Linked DNA regions of Mus musculus: all the other regions are linked to region 4. Evidence: chromatin contacts called from public HiChIP or PLAC-seq data. All regions are on one chromosome and are shown on one strand. Each heading gives the region's core, a stretch centred on a gene start, on an enhancer-like site or on the middle of the called end of the contact. The rest is flanking DNA. Distances are from core to core; before and after follow the strand shown.

Evidence for each region. HiChIP or PLAC-seq counts read pairs in DNA pulled down with a chosen protein or histone mark.
Region 1: a FOXA1 HiChIP or PLAC-seq map of pancreatic cancer cells shows a contact between it and region 4. The contact joins two enhancer-like sites. A contact is called at or near these places in 4 of 484 Hi-C or Micro-C datasets (the HPC-7 cell line, myocytes, nephron progenitors and 1 more) and 1 of 115 datasets of contacts at active chromatin or transcription factors (pancreatic cancer cells).
Region 2: a contact with region 4 is called in an HNF4G HiChIP or PLAC-seq map of pancreatic cancer cells. The contact joins two enhancer-like sites. A contact is called at or near these places in 2 of 484 Hi-C or Micro-C datasets (the N1E-115 cell line and nephron progenitors) and 2 of 115 datasets of contacts at active chromatin or transcription factors (embryonic stem cells and pancreatic cancer cells).
Region 3: a FOXA1 HiChIP or PLAC-seq map of pancreatic cancer cells shows a contact between it and region 4. The contact joins two enhancer-like sites. A contact is called at or near these places in 1 of 484 Hi-C or Micro-C datasets (embryonic stem cells), 2 of 115 datasets of contacts at active chromatin or transcription factors (pancreatic cancer cells and stem cell-derived neural progenitor cells) and 1 of 9 other capture datasets (embryonic stem cells).

Annotation. Positions count from the first base shown.
Region 1 is chr1:72,549,078-72,552,165 of GRCm38.p6, reverse strand. It overlaps a transcript of Smarcal1 not described here. Among named protein-coding and RNA genes, the nearest start is that of Marchf4, 13 kb to the right of the region's middle. Within about 2 kb of position 1,650, at least 10 of the 459 cell types and tissues checked have an H3K27ac peak or open chromatin away from gene starts, as enhancers often do. A contact at or near this core is called in pancreatic cancer cells, where this site is marked.
Region 2 is chr1:72,507,698-72,510,674 of GRCm38.p6, reverse strand. All of the region lies in intron 1 of Marchf4 (membrane associated ring-CH-type finger 4), which reads left to right. Among named protein-coding and RNA genes, the nearest start is that of Marchf4, 28 kb to the left of the region's middle. Within about 2 kb of position 1,599, at least 10 of the 459 cell types and tissues checked have an H3K27ac peak or open chromatin away from gene starts, as enhancers often do. A contact at or near this core is called in pancreatic cancer cells, where this site is marked.
Region 3 is chr1:72,607,755-72,611,078 of GRCm38.p6, reverse strand. All of the region lies in intron 9 of Smarcal1 (SWI/SNF related matrix associated, actin dependent regulator of chromatin, subfamily a-like 1), which reads right to left. Among named protein-coding and RNA genes, the nearest start is that of Smarcal1, 26 kb to the right of the region's middle. Within about 2 kb of position 1,733, at least 25 of the 459 cell types and tissues checked have an H3K27ac peak or open chromatin away from gene starts, as enhancers often do. A contact at or near this core is called in pancreatic cancer cells, where this site is marked.
Region 4 is chr1:72,370,833-72,374,077 of GRCm38.p6, reverse strand. The region is part of intron 16 of Xrcc5 (X-ray repair complementing defective repair in Chinese hamster cells 5); the gene reads right to left. Among named protein-coding and RNA genes, the nearest start is that of Gm39661, 41 kb to the left of the region's middle. Within about 2 kb of position 1,372, at least 59 of the 459 cell types and tissues checked have an H3K27ac peak or open chromatin away from gene starts, as enhancers often do. A contact at or near this core is called in pancreatic cancer cells, where this site is marked.

The sequences.
Region 1 (3,088 bases), core at 401-2,900, 180 kb before region 4:
GTAATTTAGATCATAGTCACATAGCATGCATTGGTATAGCACAAACTCCTGTTAAAACTGATAGAACCCAAGTCTTCATGACCTTAGATGGTTTATAAGTTAGATGATCAAAATCTGTCAAGTGCCTAAATTAGCATGTGATAGACCACTACTAGTGTTTTTTAATGTTAACTATTTCCAATCTCTTGCACAGGTGGGTACTTTCTACATAGGGAAAAGAGACATACATTGTGAGTCCCCCCAAGAGGGGAAGGTATATAAATTCAAGGTTTTATTATTGTTCTGTATCTTTAAAAAATCAATACTTCTATCTGTCTGGCTATCGATCTACATGTGCACATTGGATAGCCATTTTAAAAAGCTCTTTTTAAAGCAACACTGCATTAAGTGGTCCCTCTGTTAAAATGGGTTATATGTACATGGCTAAAGTTTAAAGCATGTGGGTGCGTATCGCTGTTCACCTGTGAGCTGGGAGGCCTGACGTAAAATCAGATTATATTCTGATTGAAGGCTATGAATGCTGAAGTATATATACCTCTCAGACACCTGTAATCCCATGCATAGTCGTAACATGTGACTCAAACAAGTTTGTAGGATGCTAGTGGGCTATGGTCTGGTTTTCCCCATGCAGAGCAAAAGTCCCTGTGTTCTGAGACAGTGTGTGGAGTGGACCAGTCAGGAAAAGAGCCTTGGGAAACACCAACTAACTTTCTCCTACCAGTCTGACTGAGCAGGCGGCCATTCCCTCAGTACAGTTGGGAAGCAGGTTCCTTTTGGCATGTCCACTGAAGGCTCCCTGAATATTTCATGATACCATTTGCCTTCCCAGAAGGAGCTCAGAAGGGCTGAAACCATTTGTGGGCACAGGAGGTGAGCTACAGGACTAGTGCTGAGATGAAGCAGGTTGGCCTGTGTCATCTCCCCAGAACCATCACCAAACTAGAAACCCCGAAAGACAGTTCAAAGCCGTGGAGAGAGCAAGGAGAAGAGGCCATCTAGGTGGTTCCAGGCACCAGGGAGGAGCCTTAGAGAGGAAGGTAAAAACAATGCTAAGCTGATCATCAGATGACCATGCCATGTGGTGAGTCAGAAACTAGAGACTTATTTTCCATTCACAGGGAAGAACTTGGCTCAGATGCAGGTCCACACGAGGACCGTGGAATGATGAAGCCAGAAAGGGCCACATTTCTTTTCTGTTCCCAAATAACTATTTTGCAGATTGAGAAATGGAAGGCCTGGTTTAGCCAATCACTAGGGTCATTCTGATACATAGTATCCATGTTTCCATTCTGCCCACTTCTAGCTCATAGCTTGGTCAGCAACCCGAGTGATCTCTTAGATGGGTACCACATCCTCTCACCATCCATTGGTTTTAATCCTCGATGGCTTCCATGCTCCTATGGAATTAAACTCACTCCCCATTACCAAATGACATTACACAGGGCTCTTGCACTGTGCTTGCAATTCATCCTTTCTCCCTTCCAAATCACCTGGCCTCCAACCAGCCAACTTGCTATTGCTCATGATGTGCCAACATGGCTGTCTTTGCTTGCTGCCTGCTCTCGGCCTCAGATTCTCTTTACTGGTCTCTTCTCCATGCTTGCATTTACACTTGGAGATGGTTTCGATTTTCCCCATCAACACACATACCACTGAGTCACATACCACTGAGTCATCCCCTATCACATGTCTCTGTTTATGTTCTTTATAGCACTTACTACTAGAGGAAATTAGCTTATTCTACTCATTTTGCTCACTTGTCTCTTTTTCTCACTAAGCTATAAACTATATGAGGTCATAGATGTCTTCCTCTCTATTATATTGCTGTCTCTGGGAATAGTGTAGACTTAATCTTGTAAACAAGCAAATCTCTATTGAACACTTTTTTTTTTATTATTTCACTACGTTGCTTCTTGCTGATAATGATTTGAAAATTACTTTGTACTTGTGTCTGGAGATAATGTGAAGTCACACAGGAGACAAGCTAGCTCTCATCACAGAGGCTGAGAGTTGAAAGGTGAGAGCTTAGCTCTGTGCTTGCTGCTGAGAGTCAGGGTTTGGAAAGATTAGAGACAGACCACCTGTCTGAGCATTGTCCAAGGTCAAGGTCTAAAACCTGGGCACGTCGACTAATACCAAATGTCTTTATCTATAAGTTATCACTTGTTACATAATAAATTATTCCCAAACTCGATATTTTACTCTCATTTAGGGACACTTTTCTGTTCACTGGAAATTCATTCAGAAAGATGGGATAGGATGAAATGAATGAAGAGCAGGAAAAGGACCAGAAATTAAATTCCATTTCAAATTAGTCTTTGTCTGTGGTTTGGCGGCAAAACCTGAAGGAGGAGGTTAAGAATATTGGTTGATAAATAAGCAAAATATCCTATTAAAAAAAGGTTAAAAAAAAGAATATTGGTTGAGATGAGGCCTCAGTGTAGCTGGGGATTCTTATGATGCATGCACAAAAGAGAACTATGCTTACAGTGATGATGAGTGTGGTGATGAAGGGCACAAACCATTAAACAAATATTTATTGAGGACCAACTATGCACCACCAACTATGCGCATAGCATCAAAAAATAAGAACAACCACAAACTCTGCCCTTGAAATCTCAAGTCCAAAAGGGGACATGGAGAAAACAGCACTGCTACCCCCTGCTCGTGGGATCTTAGCCATCTGGGACTTGTTCTCTATTGTCAGAGTCAGTGGGAGCTTCTCCTTAACATTCTCTCTCCTTCCAAGGTGCTGTTTAAAAATGGAGTCTGATGGAGAGAGATGGAGTGGGGTGGGGGGATGACCTCTGCATGTGTTGGAGGTGAGCAGTGACAGTTTAGACAGCTTGATCAGCTCTGTTTGTCTAAAGGTTTCTACAGCTTAGAGAGGCTTAGCTCAAATGCCTCCTTTGACCCACACTCCTCATGAATGTTTGTAAAGATGTGGGGCAATTCTGACATCATATCAAAGCACAGTAGGGAAATGATCCATTTCCAAGTTCACTTACAGGGTGGCTGGCAGGATTCAGTCCACGGTCAACTTGGCTGTTCACCGGTTGTTGGCTAGAAGATGCTTTCTGTTTCTTAC
Region 2 (2,977 bases), core at 350-2,849, 140 kb before region 4:
TGTATGTATTTGGTGTGTATATGTATGTATGTATTTGGCGGGGGGGCGGTCATTTAGCAAAGACTCAACATTTTCCCAGTCTTGAAAGGAATGGAACTCAGTGAGCAATCCTGGAAAATAAAGCCAGCCTATACTCTGACAACAGGTAAGGAAAGAGAGCAATGCTGCCACCTCCCCCCCCCCCCAAAACAACCTCAGGTTTTGCAGCTCTCTGCCTCCAAACTGGTTCCTGACTATTCAGCCTGTCTTTTGTTTCCGTTCTGTTGAGGTTTGTTAACTGCTAGCTAATTAGTATTCTAAACACTTCCCATTTACTTGAACTCATCAACCACAGGACCTTGCTGCCCACTTTACTGAGAAAACTGGGGTCAGCTGTTCACATGCCATCACACACACACACACACACACACACACACACACACACACACCCATACACACACACATATACAAACATACATACACAAACACACAAACATACACATATATAGATGCACACAAAACACACAAACACGCACACAAACATGCATACATACACACACATACACATATATTCGCACACATATACACACATACACATGCACACACAAACACACACATACACACATATATACACAAGTGCACAATACACACACACACACACACACACCCCTCCCTTCTACTTCTCAGCACTCCCTCTTGACCTCTGCAAATGTCTGTTTACCTAGCCTGTTCCCCTCCCTATCTGAGAAGCAGCACAACACCTTCTACCCAAGATGACCCTACATCTCTGTTCTTCATCCCAGTTCACCCCAGTACCATCTAGAAGTTTCCACGTGAGCCTGGCCTTTCTCACCACCACCTGCAGTGAGCCCTCTCAGGCATCTTTAATCACTTTCCCTTCCTGGCTCTGGCTCTTTTATAGATGGGCATGTTCAGGTCTATGATTCAGTCTTTCATCATCAACGCACACACATTCCTGTTTTTCCTTCTGGTTGCCTCCTTCAACTGAAACGATTCTTGGAAGATCTCTGATGACCCCACTACAAGGTCTTTTAGAGACTCCGCCCTCTTGTCTCCTTTGTATGTTAGTCCTGATCCCCCTGACCACCCAATCCCCCATTTCTCCTCTGTAACATCAGCTGCAGTGGCTAAGAGGACTAGTTCTACTCACACTGCCTTTGGCTAAGTCTTGTGCAAGCTATAGGCCAATGGGTTAAAAATCAACCACATACAGCAATCACCAGTTTCCTCCTCTGTCCCCCAACTTACATGAATGAAGGTAGGCCAGAACAGGGCATAAAACATAATGCAGTGCATGTAGGAAGGATAAGTGTAGCCATGGAACACACATGTCAGGGACACAGCACGTGAGTAGTGGTTGCCTAGTGATGGCGTAGCCATCTTGGTTCATGCACCTGTTATCTACTGATGAAATTGCCTATGACATCTTATTCAGGATATGTCCCTGTGGGTTAGGCAATACAGGACTGTGTTGTTAAGTGTATACTTTAGCAGTGAATTTTTGAAGTTTTTCTTCTCATTTGTTTGACTGTCCTGCTGTACAAGGAAGTGAAAAAGGACTCTTTCTAGACCTCTGTACTAACATAACATTTCAAAAGACCCAAGTTGAGCCATCCACGGTGACACCCCCGTGATCCCACCACTTGGTGCCTGGAAGCAGGAGGTTGTCCTTGGCTGAATAACAGGTTAGAGGTCAGCCTGGGCCACATGTGGCCTCAAAACCACAGAGCAAATCAACACAAGAAAATAAAAGTAAGGCTGTCTTCTGAAAATTGAAACCTCTTCTGAATTCCCTGTATTGCTAATGTCCCTTCCCATTCCTTAATCGCTCTGGGATCCCTCCCACTCCCAATAGCTGCCTTCCCTCTTCTCTCCCCCATCCTTTCTAAAGCAGGTACCTAGAGGTCTGTTCTTAGGATCTTCCTTCCTTCCTTCCTTCCTTCCTTCCTTCCTTCCTTCCTTCCTTCCTTCCTTTCTCTACTTTCCTCCCTTTCTTCTTTGCTTCCTTCTTCCTCTACCATTTGTCCTATCCTACTGTATAGTTCCAGACACTACTGTGTCTGACTCAGATAATGCTTCTAGCTCCTCTTCTGAGCTGCCAGTTTCCTAAAGTTCTCCTGGCTTCATTTAGGACCCCAATCTGTTTTTTGATAGCTGCAATATGATGCCATGAATGTTGCTGGACATTTCAAACTTCAGAGTCCTTGCCTGCAAAATAGAAATATTCTCACAGTGCTATTCTCAGAGCTGCAAATGTGCAGAGTTGGGATGTATATATGATGAATGGGTATATATGCATAATAAATACATAAAGCTGGAGAAAGGATCTACAAGGAGGCTGGAACTTGGATGTATGTGTGCTCTTTGCCAAGTCTTCAGTGTGGCGGTATTAAGTGGTGGGGGATTTGAGGGGTAGCTGGGCTTACATGAGGTCTTGAGAGCACAGCTCCTATAACAGCGATGATGAAGGATAGGAGGAAGAGGATGCAGGAAGGCAGTTTGCTGAGAACCAGGCAGAGAGAGGCCTTCCAGATCCAAACCACACTGGTACCCTGGCCTCAGATCCTCAGGCCCAAAACTGTGAGAAATGAATGGCTGGGTTTAAACATCTTAACTTCTGCTCTTTTGTTAGAGCAGTCCAAGCTAAGACAGATACTTTCCTGTGAAAATTTCCATGGCTCCCTATTATTGAATGAATAAAATGTTCCAACTCTTATCTTATTTCCTTAAATGTCCCTCAGTTTGGCCACAGTCTTTAATTTAAGCCTGTACTTTCCGATAGTCTCTGTTTTTGCATGAGACCATGTACCATCCCCCTACAGACATGCCCTTTCTTGCCTCCTCAGTCGCCTCTCTCCTGTCCTTGTCACCACAGTACAGCCTCATAGGAGGTGATCACAGAGCCTGTCTACAGCTAGCAGCTCCAACAGGGACTTGGGGAGCAGCCTGGTTGGGGGCTCAGGCACAGCAGGCATCT
Region 3 (3,324 bases), core at 484-2,983, 240 kb before region 4:
GCTGTTCTTGACTTTACATACTTATTTTTCTGAGTGTGTGCACAAGAACATGTCAGTAGAGGTCCGAAGGTCACTGGAGTTACAGAGAATTGTGAGCTGACAATCTGGGTGCTGGGAAAGAAATTCACTTCTTTGGGAACAGCAGCAAGCATTCCTCTCCACTGTTCCATCGAGCCAGCCCAGTCTCAATTTTAAATATGTCAGATCGTTCCTTTACCAAAGACGGCGAAGACAAGCCTCACTCCAGAACTGTATGGTCTCTAAATCAACGTACTCTAGGCAAAAAAGACCACATGCCTCGCAAAAACTAAATGGTCTGCTGACGCAAGCAGTTAGGTGTCAGCCGCCATCCATAGTCCACTTGGCCACTGTCACGGCACTCCTTCCTCCTGAGCTTCCTGGACAAGCTCTTGCTGGTTCCTTGACACTGTGAAGGCTGCCCCTGGTGGTCATCCGACTACATCTGGAACTAACTGAAACCCAACTGGCTGGGCACACCTACGAGGGATTTTTTCCCTTCTTCTTAAATAAGTCATTTGAAGTGGGAGAACCCACGTTTAATCCGGATCTTTGAGCTCTATTAATCTGGGTCATTCTTTCTGCTGGTAGCCCACATAAAGAACAGGGAGAGGGAGATTCCTCTCTCTGCCCTCACCCTCTCGGGCAAGTCCATTCCTGCGGTGGCATTAGAGCCTACTTCGTCAGGACTCGGGGGTATACTGAGCAACAGCTGAGACATCAGCCTCAAGGACTGAACTGAATTCTTAGACCTTCCATTGGTAGACAGCCACCGCTGGGATAAGTGGACCACAGCTTGTAAGCCACTCTAATAAATCCCATACAGACAGACAGACAGACAGACAGACAGACACACACACACACGCACGCACGCACGCACCCCTTCACTCTAAAGCTCTGCTCCCCTAGAGAACCCCGGCTAACACAGAGATGAAGGCTGTGTTCCTACTTACTGGCTGCAGCACTTTGCATCTGGCACAAAGTAGGTAATCAATCAATGTACACAACATGCTGAGAAGAATTCAGGGGAAAGCTAGTTAGTGTTGCAAGGCACATGAAGTAAACACAAGGGATCCAGCGTTGGAGCAAAGAAGAGAGATCAATAGGCCTGAATTTGCTGCAGAAAAGATTTCTGAAATTCAAGTTAAATTTACCATAAAGACCCTGTTAGTACCAAGAGGAAATGACAGAGACAGTCTGTGTAGAAGCTTCTGTCTAGTGTTTTAATTCTGTTTGTGTATTATATGCACATGTTCATGTGTATACAGGCGTGAACGGGTGTGATATGTGCATGGGGGCCGAGGTCCACGCCATGTGTCTTTGTCGATCACTGTACCTTATTTTTGGGGACAGGGTCGTTTATCCATCTGGCTAAGCTGGCTGGCCAATGAGCTCTAGGGACCTGCCTGACTCTGCTCAAACCCAGTGCCATACTCAAGTTTCCATTTTGGGGCAGCAGGCATTTGGCTCACTGGTTATTTTTTATTTTTATTTATTTATTTTTTTAAGGAAAAAAAGGTTTTACTAACTTCACTGTATTTCAAGACTCAAGCTCCATTTGTAATTACTAAGAACGTTCAGTGATGGGACCCAGCTCCACTGACCAGGCTCAGCCTGGGTCTGCGGCAGCCTGCTCAGCGTGGGCAGGAGGGAGATAAACAGCTGGCTGAACCAACAGGGACTCCCAGTTCTCCTCTTCCCCGACTGACTCAGGTCTGACTGAGACGGTCACACCCAGATCATACTCCTCTCAGAGAGATGGGAAGGAGTGAGATCAAGAGGAGACTGTAGCATCAAGTCGCTGCGACCGTGAGGCAAAATTCACACAGCTTTGGAAGAGACCCCACTGTGGAGCTCAGCTGCATGGAAACCTCTTGTTAACCACGGAAACCCTGAGTTCACGACAGTAATACAGGGCAACCACATGAACTGAATGTCCACAGGGAAGAAAGAAGGTCTTAAAATGGATGTGCTGACTCATAAAAATAATAAATAAATAAAGGTGTAACCATGGGAGGAAAGAGGATTCCTCCTAAATATGGAACACATATAATTCTCAAAATGCACTCTGCCTTCTCAGCCACTGCCCACACCTAATCCCATTCTGATGGCAGAGCCAGGAATTTCTCCGGCTTTGATTTTCCACAGTTCATTACTGAGGCCTATAATTTCCTGCTCAGTTTAACGCAGGCTCATCATCCTGAATGATATCTGTAGCATCTCTGTTTGTGGCTTTGACACATCAGGAAAGTAGCAGCAGACAAAAAATAAAAAGTGGAAATGAAAAGTTTCACAGGGGAAATCTGCACATCTTGAACCCTCGTCCTGGGCGGCTGCTGTGCCTGCCTGGGATGCAGCCTGGGAAGAAACCGGAAAAGCATCTCATCTGTCCTGGGATGATGTAAGCAGCGCTGTGCTCAGACACACTGCTGTGGTCAATCATCTCTAAGGCCTTTGTCTGTGCCCGCCTGAAAACAGTTGCTATGCTTGGTCTATCTCTGAGGAAGACACACCTAGGAAAATAAAGATGTGTAAAATGACATAAATGGACGCTACATTAAACATTGTGTAGCCGACTCCCCCAGCGAAGGAGACAACAGCTCCTGAGAAAAGCAGAGTGTGGTGGCACTAAGGAACTCCTGTGTGCTGCTGGGAAGGTAATGCGGTTCACAGGCAGACACTGGGGGGCTGCTGGCCTTCTAAGTCTCCTCAGAGTGCAGGCTCGGAAGCTCTGCAGAGCCTCAGAGACAAGGCAAGCTAGTACATGGAATGGAGAATGCTATGCAGCTAGCCAAAGCAGAGAAGCTACACACAGATGTTAAAGTGTGAGCCCAGGCATGCTCAGAGCAAAGAACTGGGGTTGTTTCAAGCCCGCCACCCAACGAACAGCGAGAAGCTACCACTTCCCATTCATGCCCCCTGCCATAGCTGAGCATAACTAGCTTTGCTGAGCTATAACATTTGCCCAAGGAAATAAAATCATGTTCCCCAAAGCTGAGGTACCCCTGCCCTTTGGCTTTTCCAGTTAGGGGTTCTCTGTGTAGCCCTGTAGACCAGGCTGGCCTCAAACTCTGCCTGCCTCTGCATCCCTTTAATCCTGGGATTAAAGACGTGCACCATCACGAGTTCTGTTTCTGTAGCCAGGGTTTCTCTAGCACTTGAAATAACGTTATGATGAGGTTGCTCAGAAGCAGGTGGCAGCAAAGAGAGGCCAAGTCTGCCTAAGTTCCAACTCTCTGACCCTGATACCGAGGACACTGTGAGCTGCAGAGTTTTAACTGGTTTACAAGTCACTCTAGAACCTTC
Region 4 (3,245 bases), core at 123-2,622:
GTGCAGCCCCAGACGATTATTATTATTATTAACAACAACATCATCGTTATCACCATCTCTCTCCAATAAGTAAAAAACTCAATTAAAACCTCACCCTCTAAGCTCCACAAGTTCCATCTCAGCCCGTTTTTTTCATGCTTAACGATTTTCTCATTAAATGCAGTAATTTCTTACAAATTGCACTAATAAAAGTAAGTCCTGCTGGGTGTTCCCTCCCTTTTTAAATGCTGTCTTTTCATTGATGTGTTAAATTAAAACCGCAGGCGCAGGGAGCAGAGTAAATGCAAGTCTTTATTGTCAGATTCTATTCCTAAGGACTATGAGAGCTCTCTTGTTTTATTTTTGTTTTTATTTGTGTTAACTGTGAGTCCTACTTCTGTAGCTACAAGAAAGGAAGATATTGAAGGCCTCTCGACCTTAGTTTACCCTGTAGTGTGAGCTAAGAAGAAACTAGAAAAGTAACATCCAGTGAGGTGAGGTTGTAGGCTGTGAACCCAAGCACATGATACAAAGCATAACAACATATCATTCTAAAATCTGGATGGATAGTATTCCTCATCTGAAACAGTTGGTTTTAAGACCAGATCTCCTCCAGGGCCGATGGCAATTTTTAAATTCCATGGTCAATGGAAGAACTCCATAGCATATTATGATTTTGTTGGTTTTTTTTTTCATTAAAAACACATATGTTAAACATTAAAAGCCCACTGAACATTTCTCAGAAAGCATAAAGATCATCAATTAACACAAGAAATATAGCAACATAGCAGTGTAATACAGAACAAAGATTATTCTCTCTCTGAAATGATTCATCCTCTCCAGCTCCAGAAAAAAAGAAATACATTTGAAGAGAGAGGGAGAGAAAAAAAAAAAAAACCTACACCAAGCTACCATAAGCAAGCAAGCAAAGGAAGACATTCTGTTAAATACGCAAGCGATGTCTTTTGGCTCATTTATGTAAACTGTACGACAGATGGTTATGTACAGTATATGCCATACTCCTAAAAGAATGCACTGGGCTCATTGAGAGTCAGGAAGGGAAGAGAAAGATGGCTTCCACAAGTTCCTAAGGTCCCAGAACTCTTACACTTGGCAAAAGTTACTAAGTAAAAGAGATACAGGGAAATTAAGAGCCTTACCACCATGGTCTGCTCCTATTCCAGATGGACAGTAAGAAGAAAGCAAGTGCAAGGTGACAGTGCTTTGCAGTAACTGTCTGGAGTCTACCTGAGTAGGTGTTGATGTCATCCACTGCTGCAGGGATGACATCAGGGATAAAGCAGAAGGAACCAAGTAGCCATAGTAACAGCATAGCTTAGAGGAGACAGTCTGGAACAGGGGACCAGTCTGGCAATGGGATCCAATTAAAACTTGGTAATTGAATGAAATTGAAATTCATGTATCAGCTGACACTCCAGAGTGAGTGATGAGTCAGCCTCCACACAGGCAGCCAGCAATGAAAGGTGCTTCTGTGCACACCAGAGCAGAGGCAGCACACTGTTTACACAGCACATCAAGAATCTGCGTCACTCTTGAAATATCACTACCAGGCATTTCAGAAAACCATATTCTACATAAATCCTCTAGAACTCCACTAACACCCTTTGTTAATCCAGCTCCTTTCCTTAAGAACTCCTCAGATCGTCTCCTTTTTCTCTCATTTACATTATTTTCTATTGCTTAATGAAGAACATTTAATATCTAGAGTTCAAAATACAGAAAAGCTATATTTCTCTAGGTGGTAGTTAATCTTCTTTGCCAACTCTCCTGGACTTGGGATCACCTAGGAAACATATCTCTGTTGTATCTTTGAGGGAATTTCCAGAGTTTAACTGAGAGAAAACCCACCTTCAATGTGAGTAGTTGTGGTGGTTTGAACAGGAATAGCCCCACAGACTCATATGCTTGGTCACTAGGGAGTGGCACTATTAGGAAGTCTGGCCTTGTTGGAGTAGGTGTGGCCTTGTTAGAGGAAGAGTGTCACTGCGTGTGTGCTTTGAGGTTTCCAATGCTCAAACCAAGCCCAGTATCTCTTTCTCTTCCTGCTGCCTGGGGATCAAGATGTAGAACTCTTAGCTACCACTCCAGCACCTTGTCTGCCTACCTGCCACATGTTTCCCACCATGATGATAACGAACTAAGGCTCTGAACCTGTAGACCACCCCCAATGAAATATTTTCCTCTATAAGAGTTGCTGTAGTGAGTGTGTGTCTCTTCCTTCACAGAAACGGAACATTGACTAAGACATAAGTGACAACTCATGGACTGGGTCCCAGACTGAAAATAAGAGAAAACAAGCAGAGAACCAGCATTCATGTCTCTCTGACTCATGGCTGTGGCTGCAGTGTGAGCAGCTACCTCACATCCTGCTGCCATGTTTTCCCTACTACTAAGGACAGTCTCCCTACAAACTGTGAGCCAAAATAAAGAATTTCTTCTGCAAGATGCTGTTGTCAAGAATTGTGCCATTGCAGTGAGAAAAGTAACTAATATGTTCTGTTTCTTCTTTCTTAGGTTTAGAATTTGGAAACTGATTGAAATAATCAAAGAAAAAATTCTGGTGCAACTCAAAAATTCAAATTTTTGTTCCTTCCAAGCTCTCATCTGTTAGAGTTAACAACACGAACAAAGTAGCTCACTATGAGCTGGCGGGGTGCAGGCATCAGAGGAAAACATTTTAGTCATTTTGTCTCACTGGTGATGGACTCACTAACTACATTACCAAGATAACAAATTACATATACTATAAGAAAACAATAACTAGACATTACTACCTATAGGCTCTGAAAGCAAAGGCATTTTCAGAGTACGTCTGGGAAAGAGAAAAGATAATGGGTTTTTGTTTTTCAGATAGAAAAGCATGAGCAAGCATAGACAGAAAAGAAAGCTCCCGTCTGGAAGGGATCACTGGGAATACGGTTTGAGTATAGGTTTCGCAGAAGAGACCATGAGAATAATGTGAATGTGTCAGAGCATGGCAGTAAGTCTTAGATGGTGGACTGATTTCAAAGACATGGTGCATGATTAAAAAGGGCTGACCTGCATACTCTAAGCTAAATCTATACAAACTCATGGGCTAGACTGAAGATAAGAACTTTATGGATAACTAACATAGGATGCTGGATCTGACCAGTGGTGAAAGAATGAAAGCTTGGGATAGCACAGCAGTACTTAGGATGGAAAGATCTGAGAGAATGAATTTAGAAATGAAGGGCACTTAAAAGTGACTCGGAAGTGGTCTAAAA